Regions from separate parts of the Mus musculus genome. Here all the other regions are linked to region 4. A link is a contact called in public promoter capture Hi-C data. All regions are on one chromosome and are shown on one strand. The core of a region is the stretch at or near the end of the contact, and the rest is flanking DNA. Distances in the headings are between cores, read along the strand shown. Region 1 overlaps Ulk4 (unc-51-like kinase 4). Region 2 holds the start of Cck (cholecystokinin). Region 3 overlaps Trak1 (trafficking protein, kinesin binding 1). Region 4 holds the start of 5830454E08Rik (RIKEN cDNA 5830454E08 gene).

Region 1 (2,761 bases), core at 242-2,741, 530 kb after region 4:
CAGTGCTCAGACTATGGCCCTCCTTGCTGGGATTCTGGGTAGGAGGGAACCCCCCCCCCCAAGAGGGGCTGAAATCTCTCTGAAACTCCTGATCCTTCAGAGACCAGCACTGGAGGCTTTTCTGAGCTGTGAGCTAGCATTGGTCCTTGCCAAAGTCCTTTCTTCAATGGATAGTATTCAGTCTTTAAAAAGGAGGGACTCCACCATAGCAGACCCAGAAGACATTGCGGTCAGCACAAGAAGTCTGACGGAAAGAAAATGCCACAATGTGATGGTTCACTTCCACTGTCAACCTGGCTGGATTTGGAATCACCTAGGACCACACACTTCCACAGTGGGTTCAAAGCGAGGCTCTGGGGTGTGACAGTGCACACTCACTTCCCTTTGCAAACATCTTGCTTCTTGTCAGAGCCCTGAGAAGCTGGTGGTCTTTACAGCAATGGTAAACACACACGAGGGGAAGACACTTTGCTTTCAACGGGTGACTTTTTATGAGGTCCTTTCATCCACTAGTAGCTGCTATTACATACAACCCACGCAGTTGCATAGCGTACGACTCTGCTTCCTCCCGCACCAGACTCAGCATCCATCCCCCTCTCCATCCATACTGTCTAGGATGCAATCTCCCACATCATTCCCACAGCTTCTATCACAGAAGCTAGAGCTGGGATGAAACACTCCCATCTATCTACAGAGAGCCCAGGGAGATTGTTTCTACAGATCTGTTTGTGTCCAGAGCCGTGATGCGGCTTGAAACCCCAAGACAGAAGGCTGGGGCATCAGGGAGATGCAGGACAATGCTCCAACAACCCTCAACTCCAGGCAACTTTCTTCTGAAGAACTTGGAAACTATTCTGTGGTTGAGTCACACACCAACCCTTGGGGAGGGGCGATAGGAAGGAGGCAAGCTCGGTGAGACTCAAAGGTCACCCGCTAGTTTAAAATCAGCCTTGCCATTTGCCTCACGGAGAGAGGCAAGGAACTCCTGGGAATAAAGGGCAAGATTAGGGCCCCTTTCGAGGCTGTCTGCGTGCTGGCAGAGGCTGGAGTGCCTGCCGTGGCACCTGCTGTGTCAGGAATGGTGAAGCTGAGCAGCTCCTCTGCTGATGGAGGCGGACAGCTGGCAGGTGCTGAGCGAGCTCTGACACAGCTGGGCGAGCGCTAAGGAGACCTGGGCCCAGGCTTTCCTCTCATCTGGAGCAAGGTGCATGGTGCAAGCAACCTAAGAGTATGGATGGAAGCCAGAGTGGACATCATCCCCATTTCTGATTACAGTAGAGAAGGGAGTAAATGCTACTGTTAAATCCGACTGACAGGCACCACAGGGGCTCGAGGGAAGCTCTCTACCTGGCAGAGCAGCAGGCCGGAATCAGCAGGTACTGATGCCAAGCCACTGCTGGGCTCATCCTTAGAATGCTAGCCCTGGCTCCACAGTAGTGGCAGTGCTGAGCAGGCCCTTCTGGCAGGCTAACTGTGTTGCTTGGCTGCTAGCCTGGCATATCCATGTCATTTGGAGTTCCAGCAACATGCTTCCATGGTCCTGGCTCCTGATGGGGTGTGCCTCGAGGCAGCATGGTGGACCACTGCCAAGTCTGCTTAGGCAGAGAACCCTGGCAATGGAGCCCAAGGGAAGCTGCCAGCGTCCCTGGAGATGGATGCCATCTCATTTATGTATCTTCTTGGAGTGTTGACAGATCGACCTGTCCTGCAATGTGCTGAGCAAAAGACCAGCCTGAAGCAGGAAAGATGAACCAGAAAAAATGCAAGCGTGCACACATGATTGTCTCTTGATTGGTGTATCACATGTGCCAAAACTGCTTCTTTCCTACTGTACTGTTGCCCACCGCCGCCATGAGGGCACTGTCTGCCTGTGAATTCTGGTGAGCTGCGGATGCTCAGTGTGAACTCTGCCTCAGGGAGACAGGCTCAGGCTCGTTCAGGGAGACAGACACATGCATGCAGTACCTGGACAGTCCAGAAGATGGCGCCAGATCCCCTGGGACTGGGATTTACAAAAGCTTGGCAGCTGCCCAGGGTAGGTCCTGGGATCTGCGCACAAGTCCTTGGGGGTGGGGGGGGCGTTCATGCTGTAGCTGCTCAGCCATCTCTTCACCGACCATCACCCCGAGTCACCTGCCCTGCTCGCTACAGTCTGTGAGACAAGCAGAGTGTGGCAGATTCTCTTGAGACTCCACACGAGAACCCCAAACCTGCACCCAGATGTAGAAACACTTTGGTTTTATTGTTCGTGGATCAAGGCCTACACCATCAAGGACCATGGTGGCAGATTCAAGGCAACACTGCCAGCCATCTTTTCCAGGTTGCTTTTCAGCTGGGATTGTCACCAACCTGAAAAAGTAAACAGCCACCTGTGACTGACCTAGACTAGAAAATGCCAAAGGAAGCAACACTTTATTCCAGCTCCTGCCTGCCTGCCTCACTCTGGGCTCAGGCCCCAATCAAGTTCCTTGGGGGGGTGGGGGTAGGGTCCTATCTGAAGGATGGCCAGGCCACACCCTGCAGGGTCATGGGACGAAGTACCGAGGATTTGGCCAGGTGAGGCCAGTGAGAGCTGGAACAAGCAGGCAGTGGAAACTGCAGACGCAGAAAAGAAAGGGACTCTAGGGAACAGCACCAGGCATGGCTCCACAGACCGAGCACCGGGGTGTTTGCAGCAGAAAGACATTCAACCTTACCACATGAAACTGTGGGTAAAAATGAATGAACGCCTAGGGCTTGGAAGACGCTCAGTGGGTATGAT
Region 2 (2,700 bases), core at 129-2,628, 920 kb after region 4:
CCTTTGCGGACCTGCTGGATGTATCGCGCTAGCAGTGCGCCCAGGCGCGCTCGGGGCTCGCCGTCCGTCCGGAGCACAGCCCGCAGCTGCCTTCGGGGCGCCTCTTGCGCCCGCTGCTCCACGGGGTCCGTAGCTTCTGCAGGGACTACCGGCTGCGCCAGGGCGCCAGCAGCTAGGACTGCCATCACCACGCACAGACATACGCCGCTCTTCATGGCTATGGGAAGCAAAGGCGAGGAGAGTGAACCAAAGACTGGCCTCAGCGTGCTCCAGCCCAAAGTCCCGCACACAGAAGTCGGCTGAGGCTGAACATGGGGGCTGCAGCCGGGTCAGACTGGCTCAACCGTAGCCAAGCGAAGTTCCTAGATGCGCCCTGGCCACCGCGATAATTTCTGCCTGGCTTTTGTGTTATCCACACCTGGGACCTGGGAATCCCGCAGAGTCCCGATTTTTCTGCCCTGATCAGAAGCAGCGTTTCCTCTTGCTTTCCTGAAGTTCCAGGACGCCTTTGTAGCTCATCTCTCTTCTAACCAGAAAAGCAGAATGAAGCGTGTGTGTGTGTGTGTGTGTGTGTGTGTGTGTGTGTGTGTGTGTGAGAGAGAGAGAGAGAGAGAGAGAGAGAGAGAGAGAGAGAGTCAGAGAGACAGAGAGAGACACAGAAAGACAAACGGACAGACAAACACGGGGAGGATACTTCTGGAGAGAAATGTGAGAGATTAAATTTATTCACTACATTAAAAATGTCAGGACACTGGGAAACGCCGTTTTAAGTGTGGGCCCATAAAAAGAAGCTGTATTTATATAGATTCTTCTGCGTTTTACGGGAAGTCACTATACAAAGCAAAAGCCAGAAATCTGTGCCCAGTCCTCAGATGTGGCCAAAGCCCTGCTACACTTGAGAACTGAGCAGATGGGTGCTGTATCATAATGATGTGTTTTTATTCCCCAAAGCCTTAAAATTTTTTTAATGCAGCATTTAGAAAATGGGCATAAATCTTTAAACCTCTAGGTAGTTTCTTTTAAATGATTGCAAAGTGCTCCGAACAGCAGAGAAACCCTAAGAGTGGCTATTCCCAGCCTTGCTGTAAACAGAACATACAACAAGTCTCTCCGCAGCAGTACCCACCCAGATGCATTTTAAGGCTATTTCTGACTTCAGGAAATCTTTCTAGCTGTCAAGGGAGGGAAGGCACAGAAAAAGGAAAGACTAAACAGCAAGAGGTGCAAAGCTGCAGGCCAATATTCTTCACACTCAAGATTGTTGGATCAGCCAGCTACTTACCTTTGGATGGGGAAATCAGCTGGCTTGGCGAGTTCCAGCGGAGAAGGCTGCAGTCCAGCTAAGTTGAGGGCAGGCGGGAGGGTGACTGCTCTTAAATAGCTCCTCCCGGTTCGCAGCCAGTCATCTGTTTACCCAGTGCTGACGCAGTCCAGCAGGACACGTGCTCAGAGGCAGCCACTGGAGGGACCACCGATTGATGTGGCCCTCCGGAGAGAAGGGAAGCGTCCCAGTGAATGAGGATAGCCCCTCCCAGGGGGGCACTTTGCATGGGTCTTACTCTTTATCTAAAGAGCTTCCTTCCCACCTGTTCGGCGCCTGTGCAGAGTCCACCTCAGGGAGGGTGCCACCTCCACTCTCGGTGAAAAACAGGAGTTTATCTGCAATGGAGAAGCTGACCAAGTTCAGTGAGCTTTGGGGATCAAATCCTTCAAGGAAACTGGGGGACCCTCACAGGCTGGGTGTCAGCAGATGTAATCCTGGTGTGTTCTCTGGGACCACCTCAGACCTGAGTGGGCTCTCACAAGTAAGAGAGGGAAATCGGGCTCCCAATTTTTCAGAACTCAATTGCAGTTGGCATCCTGGATTCTATTCTTACACAATTGTAAGATCGGGTGCAGCTCCTGCCTTTCTGCGAAAAGCCTCTGGGAAAAAGATTTGTAATTTCTTTCCACGACGACTTCCCAGGGGCCTATCATCTACTGATGCTTTTGGTCGTGAAGTGGCGCCAGAGAGTGTCTCAGGCACTCCCAAGCTCTGGCTGGCTGAGCCATGCGGGCTGGGCTCGCACCTTCCCAAGAGCTCAGATCACCCTTTCCAGTCTAGTCCCTCTAAAGTTATGGGATTTCGCTGGGTGATGAGGATCTTGGCTGAGAAAAAGACTCTTACCAAGCAAGAAGGAGAGAGGGGGCTCTCTCTGCTGTAGTGCGCACAATCCTGCAACCCCCAGTTCTCACATAACAAAGTGATTATCTATGCCCAGGGTGCTAGAATTTGCTGAATCCCTCTAACCCCATTCCACAGAACACATACTGAGGAAGCCCCACAGCAACCTCCTTGCTGCTAGCTTGTAACTTGGGGTCACCACCAGCCAGGGCAACCATGCCCTCAACCCTGTCAAGCTAGGGTGAATGGAGAAAGGGTTAGAAACTCTTTCTAAATAGAAAAGGCACACAGTTTGGGGACTTCCGGCTGAGGGGGACTATGAGAAACAGCAAGTGATGCCAAGAGTTTAGGTTCATGGTTGTGGCTCTAGCGGTGTCTGCAACCTAGAGGCAACATGTTTTAAACAGCAACAGATTAAATGCTGTGGGGTGATTTCCCGCACAAGACAGCTCAGGTTGTGGGAATGTATCTGTGACAGATCGAGCATGTCCGGAATTGTGGATAAAGCAGCTGGGCACAAGGCTGTTCGATATGGT
Region 3 (2,700 bases), core at 74-2,573, 900 kb after region 4:
AGAATCTCCTCTCTCAAGCTTGTGTGTGATGAGCTGTTTCTGTGGCTCCCACCCCATGCCCGCCAGTGTTAGGTGGGGAGACTACCTAAATGTGGGGTCACATGGCACCTCTATCTCTCTCTGTCTAGGGAGGGAGGGGCCCGTCTCTCATCATTCCAAGGGCCTTCTCCAGATGGTCCCGGTTCCCTTTCTGTTTCTAGTTGGTGCCTGCCCAAGGTGCCTGGGCCTCCCGTGAGCAGCCTGGGGAGAGGGGTCTATGACTGAGTTCTGGGGACTGCTCAGCTGGCCTATTGCTAGGGAAGCTGACCACTCCGGCTGAAGTCCCACGAGGCAGTGGCAGTAGGTTTTCTTTTGTCCCTCTGCACCCTCTCAGAAGCAGAGCAGACCTCCCTGAAAGCCAGCTTTGTGAGCACAGACTGCTACTTCTCCCTGCTGCCTGCATTCTGGTGGCTTTCCCAGCTGGATCACAGATACTGGGACCTCCCAGGTCTCCCCAGTCATCAGGCCGTGGTAGATGGACGAATATGGCTTCGCTACACACTCTGATGGGCTTTGAACCTTACAAATCCTAGACAGATTGATCATGTTAGATGTGGTTTCCTTCCCCTGCCCTGACCAGTCCACTGCATCCCAGTCCACTGCATCCCAAGGTGTTTGCACAGTGGGAAGTGGGAGCAGGAACAGCACGGGGCTGAGGCTGAGGCTGAGGCTGAGTCCTGTGCCTTGGCTGCGTTTTTGCTGTTCCTGTAACAAGTTCTCCCGTAACTCGCGGCCCAGGTTTGAAAGATCAAGGTTTGGAAAAAGAACTATTTGGGGTAATTTGGTTGCTGAAGGGTCTGCTTCCTGTCATGACCTGACAGCCGTGGGGCCGCTTCGCATGTGGGTTCAAGTCCAGGATTGTCCACTCACTAGCCAAGTACAGCCCTGAGTACGCCCACTGACCTTAGAGTCTGCATCTCCATGTACAGAGGAGACAGACGGCTCTGGGGTAAGCAAGGGACCATGCGTAGCTTCCTGTTAACTTGAAGCACAGTAAGAGACCCCCCCCCCCTACAAAATGAGGAGCAGAGGGCTCCACAGGGCACAGCAGGGAGTGTCTTCTCCTACCCCAAGCTGCTTCTGCACTCCCTGCAGGCGACTGGGCCACTGATGGTTCTTTCTCACTAATAACCAGCCCCCCCCCCTTTCTTTCAGCCTTAACTCTGCCCCAGCTCCGGCTTGTAGCAGTACCAGCCACTTGAAATCCACACCAGTGGCCACGCCATGCACCCCCCGGAGACTGAGCCTGGCTGAGTCTTTCACAAATGTCCGTGAGTCCACGACAACCATGAGCACGTCCCTGGGGCTGGTATGGTTGCTGAAGGAGCGAGGCATCTCGGCGGCCGTGTACGACCCCCAGAGTTGGGACAGAGCCGGCAGGGGCTCCCTCCTCCACTCCTACACCCCTAGGATGGCTGTGATCCCGTCCACCCCACCAAACTCCCCTATGCAGACACCTTCGGCCTCCCCGCCCTCCTTCGAGTTCAAGTGCACGAGCCCTCCCTACAACAACTTCCTGGCTTCCAAGCCGGCCAGCTCTATCCTGAGGGAGGTGAGGGAAAAGAGGCCCGTGCGGAGCAGCGAGAGCCAAACAGATGTGTCTGTCTCCAACCTCAACCTTGTGGACAAAGTCAGGAGGTTTGGGGTGGCCAGAGTGGTGAACTCAGGACGTGCCCGTATCCCCACCTTGACTGAGGAACAGGGACCTCTCCTCTGTGGACCCACAGGGCCAGCACAGGCTCTTGTCCCTGGGGGCCTGGTCCCCGAGGGCCTGCCTCTGGGGTGCCCCAGTGGCATCCGACGGAATCGCAGCTTCCCCACTATGGTCGGGTCCAGCGTGCAGATGAGAGCCCCCGTGATCCTCACCTCGGGCATCTTGATGGGTGCTAAGCTCCCCAAACAGACTAGCTTGCGGTGAGGCTGGGGATTGCTGTCCTGTCTGCTTCCTGCCTCCTGTCCCCGACAGAGCACTCACACCCCTGTCTCCTCTGAGGTCCACTCCTTCTGAGTTAGAGAGATCAATTGTGTGCCTCTTGGGGGGAGAGTGGAACTCCATATGGTGTGTATACAGGACTTGGGGACCTTGCATCTGCTCTCTCATCCAATCCACAGGAAGTAATAACCCTACAAGGTCACAATCTCGTGAGGATGTCACCTGAGCTCATTTGGGGGAAGGTGGCGTCCTTTCTTCCTTACTTTAAAGAAGCACTGAAATTCCCAAGGCTGTTCTTATCCCATGGATAGGAATCTGGTGAATTCTGCATAAGACTGTCAGGGTGCACACAGAGCCGCCGTGTGGCACAGGTCTCCTCGCTCACCTATGACAGCCGACACACAGGGCTGCTCGCCATCGGAGAGCTGTCCTTTCAGTTGTAGGTGACCCAGCTTCATCAAGGTCTGCACTATCCTGCCCCAATGGACTGTCTGTTCTCCAGACTTCTTTTCACGTCTCTGACTTGAAGTTACCTTGCATTTTGTCACAAGCTGTCAGGGTTAGAGCCTGACGCGAAAAGAATGTATTTACACTCTGATGCGCAATCAGGCGGCCCCTCCGTGTTCTGAGTGATTGATTTTTTCTTTTTTTCCTTCCCATTTCTAAAATTTTTATTTGCAGGGAAGTCTCAGTACTGGCAGTTTCTCTTGGTTCTGACACCAAAGTGC
Region 4 (2,792 bases), core at 129-2,628:
TTGGCTGCTGGCAGGAGGGCCAAGTCCTTTTGCACTGAAATGCTGGTGGTTAAGAACTTAGCACCTGGAACTGGCTTTACTGGTATAGCCTGAGGTAAGGGGACAGGGGAGGAGGGGACTGAAATCAAGGACAACAGTGCCTGGGAGCCAGCAGTTTCAAAAGCATGGTTACTTCAGTGAGGTATTTGGTGATTGGTTTTCAGGGGTATTTATGAAGGATTTCTTAGCGTTGGGACTGCTGTGGACTTGATAACTTTCAGGAAACAAGGTCTCACTTTGCTTTTCTGGCTTCTGAGCTCCAGGGGCCTGACTGACTTTCTTCTTTCTTTCTTCCTTTCTTTCTTTCTGCCTGTCTGTCTGTCTGTCTGTCTGTCTTTTGTTTTCGAGACAGGGTTTCTCTGTATAGCCCTTGCTGTCCTGGAACTCACTTTGTAGAACAGGCTGGCCTCAACTCAGAAATCTGCCTGCCTCTGCCTCCCAAGTGCTGTGATTAAAGGCGTGCACCACCATTGTCCGCCTCCAGGGGACTTCATGCTTTAGCCTCCAGCATAGGCCATCAACCACCACACACCTTGAACATTGTCTGAGGTAGGGCTTCTGGTTCCTGTCTAGGCCTTTGTAGTGCTAGCATTACAGATAAGTACCATCGTGTCCAGTAAGAAATAAGCTTTTCCTACCTTATCATTTTTACTGCTTTACCATTTTAAAGTTTGGGGTTTTATGCAAATGAGTTTTGCCAGCATATTAGGTCTGTGCCTCATTGTGGTGTCTGAGAATGTTGGGTCCCTTAGAATAGGATTGTGAGCCACCATATGGCTGTTAGAATTGAGTCTTGGCCCTTTGCAAGAGCAACAGGTGTTATTAACTGCTGAGTCTATGAAAATACTTTTCAGGATGATTTGTGTCTTTGTGGGTATATGCTGTGAGTGCAGGGTCAGGCAGTCCAGAAGAGGCCGTTAGATTTCTGGTGCTCAGTTGAGCCACCTGGTGCTGAGAAGTGACCGGCTAAGCTAATTTTCCGGCCGTATCAGCATGAGAAACTGCACACTGATGTCCAATCTTTATTTGTGGGGGTGTGATTTTTTTTTTTTCCCCAATCAATGTTGCTATTTAAAATTGGTACCAGAGAGATCGCTCAAGCGAATTTGTATAATTTCTGCCCGGAGCGGGCAACGCTTACCACCTGCTGCCCAGATGCGCACGCACCCAAACGTCTCAAAGCGCACCTCTCAGATCTTCAGAGCAGATGCGCGGGAGTCTGCGCAAGTGCGCAGGCGCCCTGAGCCACATCAAACCCCTCCTACTCCGCTGGACCGACAAGTGGTGGGGCGGTGTTATCACCGAGATGAGGCCTCCGGAACTCCTAGAGCGGCCGGAGTGCGCTCGCGCTTCCGGGTCGGGGCTTGGCCCTGTAGATAGTTCGGGCGAGTCGGACGTTGACTTACTGCGCCCGGTGCTGGGTCAGAAGTGCAACCTTCCTTCAGCGTTCCCAGCCTGCCACGAGTGGACAATCCGATGTTGCCCCCCCCTCCGTGCCCAGGGACGCATTGGGCCCCAGGAGGCGTCCCCGGGGCGCGGAGCATCATTTCTGTCCCCTCGCCGTCAGACACTCGTGCCTTGTAAGCGCGCAGTCTGCAGAGTGGAGACCTGCGTGGGAGGCAGGAAGACTTTGGATGGGGATGTCCGAGGAGGTTGGGGTGTCACAGTGGGAGATACGGAACCCACGCACCACAGGAGGCTATATTGGGAGTGGTGAGGCTTACGTTGCAGATGCTAGTGGAAGAAAGGAGAACCATGCCAGAACATCCCGTGAGTGTCTGCAAACGAGAGTCACCTGCTGAAGTTAGGAAGTTCATTATTGAGCTGGTTCTGGTGTCCGTTGCTAGTAGGATATGCTGAAGAGGCAGAAGCAGGAATATCAGGAGTTGAGGCCAGCCTGGGTTACACCTTGTGTTGGAGTACCTTCTGCTCTTCCAGAGGAACAAAGTTTGGTTCCCAGAGTCCCTGCGGAGTATTTCACAACCTCCTATCACTCCAGGTTCTTCCAGGGATCTCTGGGAGTACCTGAGTTTGTGTGGCGGACATTGACCACATTCATCCATTAAAACAAACTAAAACGTGTTGAAGAGTTTGCTTCATTCATTGTGGTCGTATTGTCAAGAGACCAGTATTCAGTGTGCGAATTTTCTTTCACTTCCCATACACTTATTTGTGTGTGTATACAGACGTGTGTGCCACAGAGGGTGTGTGGAGGTCACATGACTACCTTCAAGCATCAACTCTTCCACCGTGTGGGTTCAAGAGATGGAACCCAGGTAGTCAGGCTATGCAGCAAGTAACTTTACTCACTGAACCTTCTGGAGGAGGGGAGGGGCTGAGAACGAGGTTTGCTGTGACCTGAGGCTTGTGAGTGCCTTCCACAGACACTTTTGAGAGTTGAGTCTTCTTTTTTGAACTCTTGTCATGCGAACACACACACCATGTTTACACCTGAGGTGGCCTCGTTACCACACGGGTGGAAAAACCTTGGACTTGTTACGCACTTGATTTAAATCAGTTTTTTGGTCACTAAACTCAGAAGATGTTTGCTGTTGCTTTTGTGACTCACATTTAGTTCTGTGACTCCATTGGGGTCAGACCCATAGTTATAAAGATGTTCTTTCTAGGAAGCCAGAACACGCAAACTCTTTGAAGAGAGCTGGCTTTCTCGAGAGACAGGGACATATGGTTTGTAAAGCACTGACTTTTCAGAGCTCAGGTGCTCTACACGGTGTTTGGTGCTGGGAACCTGA

What was found. Promoter capture Hi-C pulls out the DNA fragments that hold promoters and counts their contacts.
Region 1: a contact with region 4 is called in a promoter capture Hi-C map of hippocampal neurons, with 6 times the contacts expected there. The contact joins the enhancer-like site here to the promoter of 5830454E08Rik in region 4. A contact is called at or near these places in 11 of 39 promoter capture datasets (the 3T3-L1 cell line, cranial neural crest, embryonic stem cells and 6 more), 1 of 15 datasets of contacts at CTCF or cohesin (embryonic stem cells), 1 of 484 Hi-C or Micro-C datasets (pancreatic cancer cells), 18 of 115 datasets of contacts at active chromatin or transcription factors (the 230-238 cell line, astrocytes, bone marrow-derived macrophages and 11 more) and 1 of 9 other capture datasets (embryonic stem cells).
Region 2: a contact with region 4 is called in a promoter capture Hi-C map of hippocampal neurons, with 3 times the contacts expected there. The contact joins the promoter of Cck here to the promoter of 5830454E08Rik in region 4. A contact is called at or near these places in 4 of 39 promoter capture datasets (the 3T3-L1 cell line, hippocampal neurons, maxillary cranial neural crest and 1 more), 4 of 115 datasets of contacts at active chromatin or transcription factors (bone marrow-derived macrophages, embryonic forebrain, forebrain and 1 more) and 1 of 9 other capture datasets (liver).
Region 3: a contact with region 4 is called in a promoter capture Hi-C map of stem cell-derived epiblast-like cells, with 2.5 times the contacts expected there. The contact joins the enhancer-like site here to the promoter of 5830454E08Rik in region 4. A contact is called at or near these places in 9 of 39 promoter capture datasets (the 3T3-L1 cell line, 3T3-L1-derived adipocytes, embryonic stem cells and 5 more), 2 of 484 Hi-C or Micro-C datasets (cortical neurons and embryonic fibroblasts), 6 of 115 datasets of contacts at active chromatin or transcription factors (bone marrow-derived macrophages, embryonic forebrain, embryonic stem cells and 3 more) and 1 of 9 other capture datasets (adipose tissue).

What each region holds. Positions count from the first base shown.
Region 1 is chr9:121,106,325-121,109,085 of GRCm38.p6, forward strand. All of the region lies in intron 31 of Ulk4 (unc-51-like kinase 4), which reads right to left. Among named protein-coding and RNA genes, the nearest start is that of Gm34945, 130 kb to the left of the region's middle. Within about 2 kb of position 1,492, at least 49 of the 459 cell types and tissues checked have an H3K27ac peak or open chromatin away from gene starts, as enhancers often do. A contact at or near this core is called in astrocytes and hippocampal neurons, where this site is marked.
Region 2 is chr9:121,494,316-121,497,015 of GRCm38.p6, forward strand. Cck (cholecystokinin) reads right to left here and starts at 1,379. Exons shown (of 3, transcript NM_031161.4): 1 at 1,283-1,379; 2 at 2-217. The coding sequence starts at 215. The region is part of intron 1 of Gm38661 (a long non-coding RNA gene); the gene reads left to right.
Region 3 is chr9:121,471,043-121,473,742 of GRCm38.p6, forward strand. Trak1 (trafficking protein, kinesin binding 1) reads left to right here. Exons shown (of 16, transcript NM_175114.3): 16 at 1,195-2,700. The coding sequence ends at 1,957. Among named protein-coding and RNA genes, the nearest start is that of Gm51661, 17 kb to the left of the region's middle. Within about 2 kb of position 1,324, at least 7 of the 459 cell types and tissues checked have an H3K27ac peak or open chromatin away from gene starts, as enhancers often do. A contact at or near this core is called in stem cell-derived epiblast-like cells, where this site is marked.
Region 4 is chr9:120,575,953-120,578,744 of GRCm38.p6, forward strand. It overlaps 5830454E08Rik (RIKEN cDNA 5830454E08 gene), which reads left to right and starts at 1,379. Exons shown (of 1, transcript NR_073359.1): 1 at 1,379-2,121.